2 separate regions of the Mus musculus genome follow, and region 2 is linked to region 1. Evidence: chromatin contacts called from public HiChIP or PLAC-seq data. All regions are on one chromosome and are shown on one strand. Each heading gives the region's core, a stretch centred on a gene start, on an enhancer-like site or on the middle of the called end of the contact. The rest is flanking DNA. Distances are from core to core; before and after follow the strand shown. Region 1 holds the start of Mical1 (microtubule associated monooxygenase, calponin and LIM domain containing 1). Region 2 has its middle 18 kb from the start of Foxo3.

Region 1 (4,580 bases), core at 1,322-3,821:
TATTTTTTACCATTGTCCCCTTAGCAACATACAGAATGCCTTGCTAAATGGATAGATTATATTATTTTAATTATGACTTCAACTTCTTCTGCAATTCCCCTCTGCACCTAGAATAAAATCCCCAGCCCAGCTTCCTCTTGGGCCCTTCTTCTACATTCTCACTTCCGGCCACACTGGGTTACCTCTCTATTGGCCAATACACACCCCACTCATTCTGCCTGCAGCTCAGGGGCGGGTGGTTCCTCAGCCAGGAAAGTTGTTCAAACCATTCAAGTCAAAATTATGGGAAGCTCTTCCAGACCCTCTAATCTTAACCAGTCAGCATCTCATAACTGAGACATGCGACACCTTTGGTTCTGGGTCTATTTTACATTGGGAACTGTGGCTTTCTGGGTTGTACTGACTCTAGGCCAGGCCCATCAGAGCTGAAGGTTCTGAGCTTCAGATTCAAGACCATATCATAGACTGACTTACAGACAGATGTCTTCTGTGGTATTAGAAAGTTTCTTTTCTGGCCCTACGCCCAGGAGATCAGAGGTTAGGAGGTAAGATAAGGAAATAAAAATAGCTTTGCAGAAAGACAGAACTTGGTCTGAGACACACACACACACACACACACACACACACACACACACACACACACAAAGAGGATCCTGTCCTTAGTGCCTCGAGACTTTAAACTAAGCGGCTGCTAGTGTAATGTTTTCCAAACCCATTAGAATGGGGCTCTTTGAAAATTGAATTTTCATGTGTGGGACATTTATTTTATTTAATCCAACATGAACTATAGTCAGTATGACTAGGCCAACTACTTTTAGCTCACATAAATACACAACTTCGGGTCATAACTCAAGATCCTAATAAGGGAAAAAATGCTTGTTTTACTCTGTACATTTCTGAGAATCGGCAACACGGAATAAAAAGGCCCCAGACCTGAAACTAGCTAAGGAAGTTGGGTCATTCAAAATGCTTCCATTTAGAGACCAGGAGACTGAGGTGTGTGTGCTGGTGGTGACTTTGAGACACAGTAGGCCTGGTACAGAAATCTGACAGAGAGACAGACAGACAGACAGACAGACCTTCTGGAGTCCTGAAGCTCTGTGGCTCTAAGGTGGGTCTTTAACTAGCAGCAAGGAAAGCTGGAAATCAGCAGGTTTTTAAGAGCTGAGGAACTCGTTCTGTGATCCTTTTAAAAGGCAGCCTTCACAGCCTTTAAATTTGTTGCTCATAGAGCCACACAACCCTGTTTGGCTACAACTGAAAGTCTCTGGGGGAACCTGGGTCTTTGTAAACAAGACACAGTAAGTTGCTGTAGTCCATCTGCTAATAAAAGGGAGAGGCATGATCCTGAAAGCCGGAAGCCCATCTCTACTGGGCTTTTTAGAACATTTTTTACACTGTGTGTTTAAGTATGGGTGTGTATGACATTCTGCAAATTTGTTCCAAGCAAAATGATGTCACTCTCAGGAACACAAGTGGGCCCAGCTCAAAGGCTTCCTGGCTTCCAAAGTGTGTGGCCTGGCTGGATTGTTGGCCTCTCCTGGCAGAGGGCTGGCATTTCCTCTTGCTTCTCTCTCTGCCTTCTTATCAGCTGCAGCTGTGTGTGTTTAGAGCTCAGGACTTACTGGGTACCCCAGTATATCTGGACAAAATGCAAAATGATTTATTCAAACACAAACCCAAAAAGATAGCCACTGGACCTTGGCTTTTGTTGGTCCCTGGACCTCAAGAAGAGAGATGTAGCCATTTTTTCCTAGGTTAAGCACTTCTGGGGTAGCGATTTTACTTCCTCATGATGTCAAACCTTATTTCAGTCCCGTGGTTTAACAGTGGTAGGTTGGGATCCAGAAAGGCCTGGGGCTGATAGCATCCATGCCACTGGCTGGTGAACATGTGCAGTCATGAAGCCTCATTGACATTTCAGTAAAATAGGTTTTGTTAATGCTCATGCAATAAATGAGAACTGCTGTTTTATTAACTTTAAAGCTGCTTGATTTTGAACAATTCCTTTCATGCTACAATTTCTTAACAGGAAATACTAAGAATTTGATTCCAAAGTTCCCTAGCATTGTCTGAGTCTTGACTTTAGTTCTGCACATTGAAGTTTTATCCTCTCCCACATACCCTTACCATCCTGTTTTTCTTAGTTGAAAACACACACACACACACACACCTGGTTGTGTGTGTACCTGGTTGAAAGATGTGGACCAGGACTTTAAGCTTTGTCTTTAGCCTGAGCCTGGGAGCCAGCCGACCTGTCCCAGGAGAGATGGACCCCCGCAACTGGATCGCCTGTGGCGCCAGGGGTGTGAATTTATCGGTGGGAGAGGTGAAGAGAGCTCAGACATCTGGCGCCACTCTCGGTTCTTGCAGCTTCAATAAACTTCTTGCCGGAGGCCTGCGCCCGCTCGGCCAGCTCTTGGAAGTGGCCTACAGCGTGGGTACCACCGGGGCGGACTCAGGCACGGTCACTCAAGTCTCTGCTCTCCCTGTCCCTGCCTGGCCAGACCGTTTGGAGGCCCCCAGCAGCCCCTGGTGTAGGCAGAACCACGCCCTACAGCACCACCCGGCAGGCGTGGGCGGGACCCAGGCTGTCCCCAGAGGAGGACTGCGGAGTACGGAGGTTCGGAGTAAGTCTTCCTCTGTGCTCTGCGCTGGCGCTGCGGTCCAAACTCTTTGGAACTCCCCGGTTTCTGCCACCAGGCATCTCTTGCTTTCCCTGCGCCACCCCTTCCTCTGCCCCTAGGCCTGGGACACCCTTCCGACAGGAAGCGGCTCTTCCAGCCCCAGAAACGCTGGTAAGTAATCCAGCGATGCCTGCTGTGCGTCCTCCTGCTCGCTGGGCTGGGGGTGAGGATAAGGAAGGGGGTGGGGAGCGCTTCCGGGGAAATGGGGTAGGGAGCCACGCCTGGCTGGTTTGGCGGGTCCTCTTGCCGGCCCTACCCAGATGAGCGCCTTTGTGCAGATTTTGCTGTCTAGAGTATTGGGAGCTCTCACCCCCGCTGCTCAAGGTCCAGCTCTCCATCCCTTTAGACGCTCCACCAATGGCACATCCTTTGTGCTTGTTTCCAGTCTGGGTACCTCTTTTATTTCCTTTAGCAGAGGTCGCTCCAACCCCCAGTCTCCCACTTCCAAGAGGGACTCCTGTCCTTTCTGAAGATCTATCCACTCTTGTCCTAGTGACCCCCTAGGGCAACCTTTGCCTCCTCCTACTACGCGGGCAATGAAGGGGCTGCTGGGGGATGATAGATCGGCCCACAACCCCCCCACCCCACCACCTAGTTGCCTCTCCCACCGAGAGCAACCCATCCCCCCATACTCTTCATCTCTTCCGGTGGCAGCGTGAGAAAGCCCTCCAAGAGCCCTTAAGCTGCGTGTGGGCTGGAGGGAAGGAAAGGGGTACAAAGAGAGGCCTTGTCTCCAGAGATTCCTGGGAGAGCACAGAGGAACGCCGTGGGAGTGAGGCTAGGGGTCGATTAGATGTGAGGGTCTGCGGAAGGGGTTGCTAACCCCACTCCTTCCCACAGCCCGTTGGAGCAGCGACGCAATCTCTTCTCAGGGGAAGTGTTTTGACCACAGTGAGTCAGAAGGTCTGTCATGCAGACAACAGTCACAACATTCTCAGGCTATTTGTGAGGGTAGTTTGGGTGGCTGAGAAGTGGAATCTACACAGGCAGTGTTGCCCCTTGTCAGGAGGCAAGCACGTGGAAAAGAACTTTGCCTTTGGGGAGAGGCACATCCTACAACCAGCGTGGCACTAAGTTCGCCAAAGGGCGCTGGCGAACAGAGACTTAGGAAGAAATGGGTGTGTGTCTGTGAGGCAGCCGCAGTTGAACTGGGGTGTTAGTTCCTGCTGTCTACAAGAAGGGAAACCTCCGCCCCCACCCCACCCCTGGCAGCCCGCTGAGAAACTCCCCCGTGTCCTACTTACAGGTCCTAGGGAACGCCCACTACAATTTCTTGTCCCCTGGGCCTCGGAGATCGCATATGAAAGCTGCCATGACACTGGTCGACAGGAGGCTCCCTTAGCATCCTTGTGCCCAGGACTACTGTGTTTTCATTTCTAAATTTGGCGAATTTCACTTTATAAGAGATAGCTGCTGTCTCAGAAGGGGTCGGGGGTGTGGATCATGGCCTGGGAGTGGACTGGAAGCAGAACCAATCAGAGGTGGACCCTGAGCTCCCTTGTGACAACGGCCTGCGCTGCTGGCTCCTCCCCCTTTCTTTTCCCTCCCTCCAATCTTGCCTTCTCTTTTTTTTCCCACAGACACTGGGTTTTCTCCCAGCTGCTCCTGCTGTCAACAGGGGCCCTACATGGCATCACCCGCCTCCACCAACCCAGCACATGACCACTTTGAGACCTTTGTGCAGGCACAGCTGTGCCAGGATGTACTGAGTAGCTTTCAGGGGCTCTGTAGAGCCCTGGGAGTGGAGTCTGGTGGGGGATTGTCCCAGTACCACAAGATCAAGGCCCAGCTCAACTACTGGAGTGCCAAGTCACTGTGGGCCAAGTTGGACAAGAGAGCGAGCCAGCCTGTGTACCAGCAAGGCCAGGCCTGTACCAACACCAAGGTAGATAT
Region 2 (4,086 bases), core at 938-3,437, 820 kb after region 1:
AGAGGCATGTACCAGCACACCTGGCAGAATCCCCCCTTGGAAGCAGATGTGCTTTTATGAAGACCCCAACATGTCTTCTGGGTTTTATAACCAGTTCCACTTCTCCATACTAATCTAGCATAACTCTTAAAAGATTGAATAGTGACTCACCCCAGGGATGAATTGAGTCTCACGGTCGGGGTCTTGTTTTCCTGAGAGCCTCAACCTTCAGAACCACCTTGGGAGGTGAAGTGGGGTCGGCCAGTGGAGCTCTCAGCAAGCACTTGACCAGCTGTTTTGCCTGTGTGAGCCCTGCAATTACCTAGGGTGGGTTGGTCTGCTTTGCAACTACATCTATTAGCCTCAATCTTCAGTGCCGCTGGCCGCTGTGATCATGGTTGGAAGCATCCAGAGATGCTGTCTGACATCCGTCTCTCTCTGGGTATCATCAGTAACCCCTTAGCTGTGTGCTCCCTACCCTTGCTGCTGCCAAGTGCCACTGCCCCCACCTCTCCCCTGGATCTTTGCAAAATGGCCAACATAGGGGTTATGTCTGTGTGCATTCAGCCACACAGCAGGGCCACCAGTCTGTGCTGCCAAGCAGCGGCGGGTGCCTGCATGTGATTGCAGCTTTCAGAACATGCCTTGCGCACTCCAAAGCATTATACCAGAGGCAAGTCTCCACTTTCGCTCTTAAGTCCCTTTCTTGTAAACCACCAGGCTTGCTCAAGATGACCATTCCAGAAGCCTCTCTCACAGACACAGCTCAGACTGCTATCCAGGCTTTTCTGCTCCACCGGAGAGAGCACCACAGTTGCCCCTGGAGCACTGTGACCCCCAGAACAACTGAGCACTTGACCTCCTTATCTCTAGTGTCCGTCCTGGTAAGCCTTACTCCTTTGGTTTTCTACCTCTTGGCCACTACCCAGGAAGCTCTGGGAGGGGCAGAAGGGAACAGAAAGACCTCTGAGGAAGGCTCAAACATACAGTTCCATTACATTGCTCAAGACACCAAGAAACCACAGTACAAGTGCGTTGGGGAGGGTGACCTTACCCGAGCCCACACACCCACCCACACACAGCTGGTTGGCTGACTGGCCAGAGGCAGCTGCTTCTCAGCAACTTCTAGTACAATGAGTCACCTCTAAAACAGGACCCTTAACCTGCCCTGATGGGGACACTCAGACGTACTCAGGAGGGGTAAATTCTTTCCAATGGACCAGGATGAAGGAGCCATCATTTTCACACAATGCCATGAAGGTTCCCTCAGATGAACGAGTGCTTCTTCTATTTACCCACAACTCGAGGCCCTCTAGGTCAATCCTGCCTTGTTTCCAGCTAACAGGGAGAGGCCAAGAGGGCCTGGCTCAGTGGAAACCACTCAGATCTCAACCACACTTCCTGGGTTCCAGTGTTTCTCATGGGGAAATGAGTATTTTAATTGACTGGCACCTGCCAAGGGTTGGCTTTGTCTGAATGTTTGTAACCCAGCTGGGGACACTAGCTTACCATACTAGGAATGACATTGGGATTCCAAACATGTTTGGCACACATCCCAAGGTCTATTGCTAGTAAGAATCCAAGACACCTGCATGTGTGGCAGATGATGGGTACAGGCAGCATGGCACATGACATCCCTTTTCTAGAAACACTTATATCTGCTGGGCTCAGTCTCACTGGTTTTATCACGGTGTGGCTGACCACAACAGGGCCCCAACTTTGTAGGCAGAGAGGGAGAAGAGCACAGAATCGCAGTGCCCATTTCTTGTTGGCAGCTTTCAAGATCACACTGGGAAGTGTGATTGCATTAGCCTGCACCTTGTTACCAAGAAAACTAGAGAAGAAAGGAAGGAAGGAAGGAAGGAAGGAAGGAAGGAAGGAAGGAAGGAAGGAAGGAAGAGAGGGAGGGAGGGAGGAAGGAAGGAAGGAAGGAAGGAAGGAAGAGAGGGAGGGAGGAAGGAAGGAAGGAAGGAAGGAAGAAAGAAAGAAAGAAAGAAAGAAAGGAAGAGGAAGGGAAGGGAAAGGAAAGGAAAGGAAAGGAAAGGAAAAGAGAGAAAAAGGAAAGGAGAGAAAAGGAAAAGAGAGAAAAGGAAAGGAGAGAAAAGGAAAGAAAAGAAAAGTATTTTCTAACTAGGTGCCAGGGCACTGTGATAGGTTTCATCAGAGGCAGAGACTATGCTTGAATTTCTGATCTTCTCCTGCCATCTTGTGGCTGGGAGGACGAGCTTGCTCTAAAGACAAGGAGATGAAGGCAGGGAAGAGAAAAACAGTGCTGTGGCAGCCCAGTGACTTGCTGGGGTTCACTGCCCACCACTCTACATATCAATACTCATGTAGGAGTGTGTATTATGTGTATGTATTATGTATTATGCATGTATATATATATATATATGTGTGTGTGTGTGTGTGTGTGTGTGTGTATATTATGTCTGTATGTGTATGCGTAATATATGTATGTGTGTATATGTCTGCCTGTATGTATATATTATGTATGTGTGTATGCATGTATGTATGTATATGTATGTTTGTATATGTGTGTATGTATGTGTGTATATATGTATATATTTGTATGTGTTTATGCATAATGTATATGTATGTGTGTATATATGTATGTATATGTGTATTGACAGGGTTTTATCATGTAGCCTAAGCTGGCCTTGAACTCTCAGTAATCCTCTGGATTCACTCCCCTGAGTGTTGAGGTTACAGGTACAAGCTAACACACTCAGAAATATCCACTTTGGAATTCACACTGATTGTAGTAGCAGTAGTAGTAGTAGTAGCAGCAGCAGCAGTAGTAGTAGCAGTACTGAACTAGCTATGCAGTGAAGGATGACCTTGAACTTGATCCTTCTGCCTCCACCTCCCGAATGCTCAGTTCTATGATGCTGGGGCTTAAACCCAGGGCTTCGATAATTTCCCAGCGCTGTGCCTATTATCCCAAGCCTGAGGTCGGCATGGTACTGCACACCTGTAGTCCTAACAGCACTGGAGAGGCAGAGACAAGAGAAAGAAGCGCTCCCGGCTAGCTTGCCTAACAGGAGATTTTGTTCAAAACAAACTAGCATTTCTACACTCAGTCTCTCCTTATCTGTCTGTGGTGCAACCAAAAATTCCTTCACATGAACTGATGTCCACACCTACAAAACTGTCTTCCTTCCCTGATCACCCGACCCAACAGTTTGAGACAGGATGGCACTATGTAGCCCTGGCTGGAGTGGAAATCACTACATAGACCAGGCTGGCCTTGGCCTCACAGAGACCCTTCCTGCCTCTGCCTCTGGGGTGATGGGATTAAAGGCAAGTGCCACTATGCCAGGCTTAAAACTTTCTTAAACCATTTTTGTTTCAAATATAACTTTTAGAAAGCATTTGTTTTAGATTTACTTTTTTAAATTAAACTTTTGTTTGGTTTTTTGAGACAGGGTTTCTCTGTGTAGCCCTGACTATCCTAGAACTGACTCTATAGACCAGGCTGGCCTCGTACTCAGATCCACCTGCCTTTGTCTACAGACTTCTGGGATTAAAGACATGTGCTACTACCACCAGCTATAATTAAACTTCTGAGACGTGTTCATTAGCATGCAATGGTAAGACGACCTTCGGAGAGAGGTTGTCTGTGCACTTTCCCAGTTTCCCCCCTAGGGGCACTGAAAGGTAGCATTTTACACTGGGATGCTGACACTGGCTAGGCCCCCATACTGAACAGTGCCATCTGAGTTACTTATCTGCTGCTCCGCTGAAACACTGTTACCATGGCACCTTAAAGAAAGACAGATCATTTGGGTTTGCTGTTCCTAATAGATAAAAGTCCATTGGGGGTGGGGGAGCTGGAGAGATGGCTCAGTGGTTAAGAGCACTGACTGCTCTTCTGAAGGTCTTGAGTCAAATCCCAGCAACCACATGGTGGCTCACAACCATCTTTAATAAGATCTGATGCCTCTTCTGGTGTGTCTAAAGACAGCTAAAGTGCACCTATTTATAATAATAAATAAATCTTTGGACCTGAGCGAACAGGGCCAGAGCTAGTGGGATTGACTCCAGCGAGCAGATGTCCTAAATTTAATTCCCAATAACCACATGAAGGCCCACAACCATCTGTATGTC

The links. HiChIP or PLAC-seq counts read pairs in DNA pulled down with a chosen protein or histone mark.
Region 2: an H3K4me3 HiChIP or PLAC-seq map of pro-B cells shows a contact between it and region 1, with 5 times the contacts expected there. The contact joins the enhancer-like site here to the promoter of Mical1 in region 1. A contact is called at or near these places in 3 of 39 promoter capture datasets (HPC-7-derived erythroid cells, hippocampal neurons and liver), 1 of 484 Hi-C or Micro-C datasets (cortical neurons), 5 of 115 datasets of contacts at active chromatin or transcription factors (bone marrow-derived macrophages, embryonic forebrain, embryonic stem cells and 2 more) and 1 of 9 other capture datasets (liver).

What each region holds. Positions count from the first base shown.
Region 1 is chr10:41,473,743-41,478,322 of GRCm38.p6, forward strand. It overlaps Mical1 (microtubule associated monooxygenase, calponin and LIM domain containing 1), which reads left to right and starts at 2,572. Exons shown (of 24, transcript NM_138315.2): 1 at 2,572-2,798; 2 at 4,268-4,572. The coding sequence starts at 4,315. It overlaps Gm51797 (a long non-coding RNA gene), which reads right to left and starts at 4,298. Exons shown (of 2, transcript XR_003948996.1): 1 at 3,932-4,298.
Region 2 is chr10:42,293,039-42,297,124 of GRCm38.p6, forward strand. No RefSeq gene overlaps it. Among named protein-coding and RNA genes, the nearest start is that of Foxo3, 18 kb to the left of the region's middle. Within about 2 kb of position 2,188, at least 45 of the 459 cell types and tissues checked have an H3K27ac peak or open chromatin away from gene starts, as enhancers often do. A contact at or near this core is called in bone marrow-derived macrophages and pro-B cells, where this site is marked.